Linked DNA regions of Rattus norvegicus: region 1 is linked to region 2. Evidence: chromatin contacts called from public Hi-C data. All regions are on one chromosome and are shown on one strand. The core of a region is the stretch at or near the end of the contact, and the rest is flanking DNA. Distances in the headings are between cores, read along the strand shown. Region 1 has its middle 320 kb from the start of Onecut1. Region 2 has its middle 200 kb from the start of Wdr72.

Region 1 (4,030 bases), core at 197-2,696, 220 kb after region 2:
CTGTCTGTCCACTAGCAAGACTTTCATTAGTCACACTCTAGATTTCTCTGGCAGTACAGGAGAAGACACATTCCCTGCAAGGAGAAGGAAGTCTAAGCCACAACGTATTGCCTATGAGAAACTGTCTTGATTCATGATTAATGTAGGCTTGCCCAGTCCACTGAGGGCGACGCCATTCCTAGGCAGATGATCCTGGAGTGTGTAAGGAAACTAGATTAACTGTGAGCCCCAGAGCAAGCGAGCGAGTAAGCCAGAGAGCAGTGTTGCTCCATAGTTGTTACTTTAAGCTTCTACTTTGAATTTCAGCCCTGATTTTCCTCAATGACAAAGTATAAGCCAAATGAGTTGTTTCTTCCCTAAGTTGCTTTAGTTCAAAGTGGTTCACCCCAGAAACAGAAGGAAATGAAACAGAGGGAGGAATCTACATGTTTAAGAATTCAAAAAATTATCCGTGACTCCCAGAACCTGGGAGAGAGCTTTGAGGGTCTTTCCTTCTGTGGTTCCTTCTATAAGTCCACAGAAGGAACCATACCTGAAGACACTTTAACTTCAAACTTCTGGTCTCTTTGCTGGTACCATGAAAAAGTACTGACTTTGTTCTAAGTCACATAGTCCGTGACAGTCTGCTATAACAAGCATAGCAAGTTACAACTATCATCCTCAGGACTGATGACTTACTGAGCCATCAGCATTAGGCCGTGCTATGGTGCCATATCAGATAACAAAGCAATATAAAGACTAAATCATTCGCAGTGCCTCTATTTGCAGACATTGACATTCAGAGACTTTTTCCCCATGAGTTTATTTATTTATTTACTTTACATCCCAATTGCAGTTCCCCCCCCCCGCCCTCTTTCCAGTGGCTCCTCCTCACCTAGTCCCTCTCTCCATCCCCATCCCCTTCTCCTCTGATAAGGCAGAGGTCCTCCTGGGTAACAATACCCCTCCGCCCACACCCCCAGTCCCGTGTGCATCAATTCACCAAAGGTCTAGGTACAGCCTCTCCCACTGAGGCCAGACAAGGCAGCCCAGTAAGAAGAGCAGAATCCACAGAGGCAGGCAACAGAGTCAGGGACAGCCCACACTCAGGTTGTTGGGGGACCAGCATGGAGACCAAGCTGCGTATCTGCTATACGACATTTAGAGATTTATCAAAGCTTCACAAAAGGAAAGCACTGACATTCATACCCATTCCCTCTGATGCCAAAAATTCTTCTGGCCATTCCCCTGTGGTTTCTTAATCACAAAGCTGCTGGAACAGTAGTAGTGAGTGGAAACATAGAACTTTGTTATGTAAACAGCTGTGAAGCCAGCCACACTGGAACATGCCAGATACCAGTGCCAATTACATAACAAGAATATTGCAATTTCAGAGAAATACCTGGTTAGCACAAAGCTTTGTTTGAACTCTTACCAGCTGAACAAGTTCAAAGGAGGTTTTCAGGGAAATGGGACATGTTGGGCAAAGGCATGGAGGCTAAAGAGACTAGGGCCAAGTTTTACCAGTACCATCTGACGAGGGGAATGACTGCGAGTCTTTTCCAAAGGCGAGCTTGATCCTGTTCCCTACACTGGTGTCTTAGTCATGATTTCTAGTCCTGCACAAACATCATGACCAAGAAACAAGTTAGAGAGGAAAGGATTCATTCAGCTTACACTTCCACTTTGCTGTTCATCATCAGAGGAAGTCAGGACTGGAACTCAAGCAGGCCAGGAAGCAGGAGCTGATGCAGAAGTCATGGAGGGATGCTACCTACTGGCTTGCTTCCCCTGACTTGCTCAGCTTGCTTTTATATAGAATTCAGGATTACCAGCCAGGGATAGCACCAACCAGAATGCGCCCTCCCACCCCTGATCACTAGTTAAGAAAATACCTTACAGTTGGATCTCATGGAGGCATTTTCTCAAGGGAGACTCCTTTCTCTGTGATAACTCCAACTTGTGTCAAGTTGACACATAAAACCAGCCAGTACAACTGGGTTCTAGCGTTAACATAGCCTTCCCCCCACTCCAACCCTCGTTGGAGTGTGTGTCTGTGTGTGTGTGTGTGTGTGTGTGTGTGTGTGTGTGTGTGTGCGTGTGTGTGTATATATATACGTGTGGAGGCTAGAGGTCAACATTAGGTGTCTTTCTCTTTTCCCCTCCCCTGTATTTTTTTTTTGAGGCACAGTCTCTCAGTGAACCCAGAGCTCACCTATTCAACTAGGCTGGCAAATCAGCACCAGATCCGCTCTCTCCATTTCCTAGAGGAGGGAATTACAAATGTGCATCACTGCTTTTTACATGGGTACTGTGGCTCTGAACTCAGATCTTTTTATACAGAAAGTATTCTGCTGACTGAGCCATTTCCCCAACCCCAGAGCCCACTACTCTAATGCTCAAATCCAGTTACACACAGTGAGCAGGTCTTTCCCATGGCCTCCTTATAGATAACTAACACTGCAGGACAACTTATAGTCTAGAGAAGCTGCCAACAGAGATCTTGGGCATGAAGGACAACTAGCTGGCTGGGGGTGGGGAGAGAGTTGTCACCAGGTCTTGCTGTTTGCCTGAAGGAGACCATCATGATTGAGAGGACATCCCTCAGTTTAGAAAACTGGAAAGTCGTATGACCATCATCAAGGTTGGATGTGAATATGCCTTCAAATAAGTCGAGTCTGAATTTGCTAGTTGTAGTTCATAGACATGGTCACCAAAACGAATTTACATCTATCGTCTTTTGAGAAATTTGAGTCCTTCGAGGCTACTATGAAATATTGTATTCCCCAGTTGTAAATCTTTAAAAAACAGCTTTCAATTTTAAGGTTCCAGTCATGCTTTATAATACAGTTATCGACAATATCTGATGTATTCTCCTTCTTCGTCTTTTATACAGAAGTAAGTCTGAAGCTCAGAGAGGTGTGGTAATTTATCCAGAGTCACACAGCAATGAAGGCAAGACAGCCAGGATGAAAACTGAAACCTTAGTCTAGGTCTTAGAGGCTAAAGAGTCTGATGAGGCCTATACCCATTACCTTAACTAAGAAGACATCATGCATGGAACTCTTGCTCCCAGATAAGTGAGGGAAAAATAAAGTCCCAGAGGCTAAGAGACAGGGTAAACCAGCATGCACTAAATCACCAAGCACCACCAGCTACCTGAGAGCAGCATGCTTATGGTCAATTTTGGATTTCAGGGTCATTCTCCATAGAGGTTTTCTAGTGACCAAAGAAAGGCACCAAGAGATGCCTATATGAAAAGTCCTAAACAAAAGGCAACATTTGCCAGTCAGTCGGTCGGTCGTTAACCAGAGGTCTGCGGCTTTGGGGCTTTTGTATTGAACTTAGAAACCTAAGGAAACATGGCTTCTGTTTCTGAAGATCCACCTGCCCGCAGTGCTCCACTGCCACGCCTAGGGGGCGCTCTAGCCGTGCTCAGCGGCTTGAAAGTAGAAGCCATTGCCAGCAAAACAACGTGAATTAACAGCAGATGGGTGTTTTGGCTCAATTTTCTTAAGCATTTTGAGGGAAAGACGCAACACTTTTAAAGAGGAGTTTACAAAAACCTTCCTCTTAGTGATCCACACAAATACTTTCAAAATACCGTCAATGGACAATTTCCTCTCTGCTTCCCTAGAAAATTGGTTTTGTTTTTTGAGTCTGCCCTCAAAGTCCTGAAGATGTGTCTCTCTCTTTTGATGGCATATGGTAAGCTTTAATGGTTGCAGATTATCACTGTCTCCTGATTGAAATGGCTGCTTGCAAGGACCCACTTTTATCCCTGCTCTCTTTTGCCCTGTAACGCAGCTGCGTGATAGATCCAAAGCAGCAAAGTCTGTATGCCATAGCAAAGGTGCTCACGTGGAAATCGGGGCATTGTATCTGCTCTTCAGCTGAGGGAAGCTCCCCAGCAAAGCATAGCTGCCAAGCGGAATAATCAGTCCCTCAATTCCAATCACTGTGGGTCAGGAAGACACCTCTGTCTCATCCTCACCCCAAAATTCCTGAGTCCTGCACAGTGGACAGCAGGCTTCAGGCCACTGTTAAACTG
Region 2 (3,898 bases), core at 490-2,989:
TTAATGTCAATACATTTGTTTGAGGGGCCAGGAAAGGATTTAACCCTCCACTTGATCTGTGGCTGTGCCTGAGGGGCAGTGAAGTCTTGAGGTAGTAGGGGGAGGGAGGTCGTGTTGTGCTCCATCAGTTTGTCCCTGAGACTCTAAGCAGATGCTCCCAGTCCTGTCTTCTTTCTTAGCAGATTTTCTGCCCTGAATCATCACACATGTAAAGCCCTGATACCTTGGATATCTTGAGGGGGCAAAGCAAGAGAGAAGGATGTAATTGTGCCAATTCATCTGGCCAGGAGACTTGGGGCACAATGTCCTTTGGGCAGAATAAATTGTTATTTGGGCTCCTTGTGTTGATCATTTTGGCAGTGGTATCCTGGAGGGACAGATCCAGAGTTGCAGAAAGATGTTTGAGTGCCGGGGGCAGGAAGTCAATTAGTTATAAGACTCTCTGTTCTCATTCGTATTTATACAGGGCAAATTGCCATTAACTCTGCAGTGTGATGAATGGCAAATGGTTTGTATTTTACAGCCTGGTTTCAAAGCTTACAGTGCTCTATATTTTATTATTTTCTCATACATATATAAATAAAAATAATTACCCATCGTGACATGCAGTATTAAAGACATATCTGAATGCTAAATTTATATTAGATAGGTAATAGGAGAGAGAGAAAGAGAGAGAGAGAGAGAGAGAGAGAGAGAGAATTTTGTTTTTCTTTTAGCTTTAAATTTCTTTTTGCATACTTGAAAAGAATGCACAAATTCTTTATTATTTTAGAAGGAAAATGTTTGGTAGAGTTCTTTAAGACCATCTGTCCTTATTTCTAATGATCCTTGCAAACTTGAATTTTTAGTTGTGGTACATCTTTGATATTGACTCAGAACAATTCTCAGATTGAAGGGCTAAGATCTGGAAAACATGCACTCATATATACTATACATATATCTATACGTATGTGTGTGTGTGTGTGTGTGTGTGTGTGTGTGTGTGTGCATGCCCTACCAACATAATTTATTTTCAAGTAGTCATTTTATTTTGGAAATTTATATTTCATTGTCCTCGACCTGTCAGACCACAATAGCCATGTCTTATTATCCAGTTACACCCACTCAAATCCTGCCAAGTTCTGTCCTCCAGACTTGGCCCAAAAGAGATAGAGAGGAGACAGCAGCATGCAGTATAGCGCCTGGTCATTACTTTAGCAGATCAAGGTTGTAAGGGTTGGGGTATTGGGGCTGTGGCCTTCTTATTTTTCTGGTTAATCCTCTCTACCTTAGTCTTCTCCATTCTTTTCTTTTCTTTCTTTTCTTTCTCCCACCCCAGCCCCTGTCTAATAGGAGATCTACTGTGAGGGGGGAGATCATGAAGGCTCTTGATTGTGAGTGAACTCTCTACAGAAGCAAACTGTCCAGACTGTGAAAGGAGAAAAATAAATGTTTCTGTTTCCATGGAATTGAACAAATGTCACCAGTGACTACACAAAGGAGAATGGAGTTGCTCATAGAACTTGGGCTATTTAGTGTGTGTGTGTGTGTGTGTGTGTGTGTGTGTGTGTGTGTGTGTGTTGTGTTGTGTTACTATATGCCTTCCATATACAGTGGATGGAAATAAATGGTATTTGCTTCATATTTTCAATATATGCTGGTATTAGGATCCTTCTTCCCTGGCATGGGCAAGCTGTGCACTCTGGGGTGTATCTTTCTGTGCTGGTCCTGACCTTTCACCTGAGATGCCTTTGCTGTCCTGTGACCCATTCCACCTGTCACTAGAGCATCACTAGAGTTAAATTTTTACAGAGTAAAGAATACATCATTGCAAAGCAAACATTTCTGAGATTTTTTTGCATCTGTGTTAAAATGCAGCTTGGATATTATCAGGATCGTGTATTTACTCTGTGCTGTGTCCCACACAGGTTGTAAATATTTGATAAGTGTTACCTTCTAATTCCTGATAACATTATGAAAGTGCTAAGAAATGTTATGGCCGATAACCTCATTCTGAGCCTGCGATTCACATTTACCATGTAGGGTTATTGATTGACTAGAACAAAATGATTTTGTTTTCAGGGAAACAAAGTCTCTCAGAGGCCACATTCAAACTTTCCCTTCATTTAATTGTACATTTTCCAAGGACGAAGATAAGATTTTTTTTTCCTGCTGTCTCACAAGAAGGTCAAACTGGGTCTACGTAGACCAAATATTTATGACATGCCTGAGTGTGCAGCTCCCTAATGACAAATGTGTGATGATGTGACACAGGGAAAGATTTTTTTTGCGACAGTAATGTTGACTGTCTGAGTTGTGCATTTACTTAAGCTGTGTTGCTGGGAAGCAAGAACCTGGTTCTTCCTGAAGAGACACATTTCCCAGTGAGTGAGGTCACACTCGGAGGCATACACTCCAAGCTCAGCACAGCCAGGTACAAAGGCACCATAGAACCAGAAAGAATAGGCCATTCTTGTACAAGCCTGAGAGAGCTTCATTCCAAGCCTTTGTTTGCATCAAATAAATACATTTATTAAATAAAGCATCAAATAATTGGCCCGTGGGTGTGACTCAATCAGTAGAATGTTTGCCTCACATGCAGTCAGCCCTGAGTTCTGTTACCAGCGATATGATCATAAATCAGATATGGCGGTGCATACCTGTAATGGCGCACTTGGGAGGTGGGGGCGGAGGATCCAGAGTTCAAATCTATCTTCAGCTGTACAGAGAGTGAGAAGCCAACTTAGGCTATATAAGACTGTCTGAAAAAATCAGAAAAATATCAAATAATAAGTCGAAATTTGATAGGAGAATACTTTAAAAATCTGTACACTATACCTGTAGTTGGTTTATAGAAAGATAAAAAAAATTCATTTGCACGCTACCAACATGCAAAATGTCAGTTATCATAAGAAGCAGCAACTAAGAGAACCACGAGGGAGGCTGGAAAATCTGTGTGGTGTTCTTTTCTGTCTCTTTACTGCTTACAGCAAGTGCGTCTCACTCAGTGAAAGTTCAAAGATCTAAGCTACCTTTGATACTTAGAGATGCCAGCATACAGATCTGATAAAATTTTCATTTTCAAATTTCATGTATACATGTCATAAGGATTACACACACACACACACACACACACACACACACACACATACACACACACATCTGTTCCCTGAAGCTGTTGCTTCCATTTTTTTTTAAAAAGAAAGATGTGTTTTCTTTCTCCTGATTTCAAAAGCCTTAGGAGCAAAACAATGCCTTGATTTCATTTGCGGTGAGCTCCTAGCATGTCCTGTAGTGTTTTTGAGTAACTGGAAACCTGTTCTTGCTACAGTGCCATGCTTTCGGCTCCCTGCAGCAGGCAGGGATCATGTCATGTTTCTGCCCTAAGAGCCAGATGTGTGAGAGGCAAATCAATAACATTGAAGCATTTAACAAACCAGGTAATGCAGGATTCCTGATAGTCCCCAGATATGAGCACCCCAAGTCCCTTCTATCTCTCCCTATTTAATAGTTCTGTGACACTGTGTGTGGAGGGACTTGAAACATGACTGCTTCAGAAGCCACTGGGCTTCGCAATCTGGGGAGATGAGGTCCTAGATCAGGAGAGATTTCACAAGGACCAGGCTGTAGCCAAAGACAAACACTGAACCACCTCATCAGTGTTGGATGAAGTGCAGCTGGCAAAATGGCAATTCCAAACAGCAGAAGGAGCTCAAAGTACAAAGCCAGGCCAGATGCCTTCTTCTACCACAGCAGGCACAGGGGCCCTTTAGTCTCAAGCTTGCCAAAATGATTATAGTGGATATTTATCAGGCAAAAAATGGATTGTGTCCTTCATGATTTGCTTTGATTTTTAATCTCTGGAAACTTTGCAGTGAAGGAAAGCAAATTGTGAAAAGAGTTACACAATTTATTCTTT

Evidence for each region. A called contact is a pair of places that touch in the nucleus more often than the background predicts.
Region 1: a Hi-C map of hepatocytes shows a contact between it and region 2, with 1.6 times the contacts expected there. The contact joins two enhancer-like sites. A contact is called at or near these places in 4 of 12 Hi-C or Micro-C datasets (hepatocytes, kidney and liver).

Annotation. Positions count from the first base shown.
Region 1 is chr8:84,158,500-84,162,529 of GRCr8, forward strand. No RefSeq gene overlaps it. Among named protein-coding and RNA genes, the nearest start is that of Onecut1, 320 kb to the right of the region's middle. Within about 2 kb of position 1,447, at least 1 of the 93 cell types and tissues checked has an H3K27ac peak or open chromatin away from gene starts, as enhancers often do. A contact at or near this core is called in hepatocytes, where this site is marked.
Region 2 is chr8:83,936,747-83,940,644 of GRCr8, forward strand. No RefSeq gene overlaps it. Among named protein-coding and RNA genes, the nearest start is that of Wdr72, 200 kb to the left of the region's middle. Within about 2 kb of position 1,740, at least 3 of the 93 cell types and tissues checked have an H3K27ac peak or open chromatin away from gene starts, as enhancers often do. A contact at or near this core is called in hepatocytes, where this site is marked.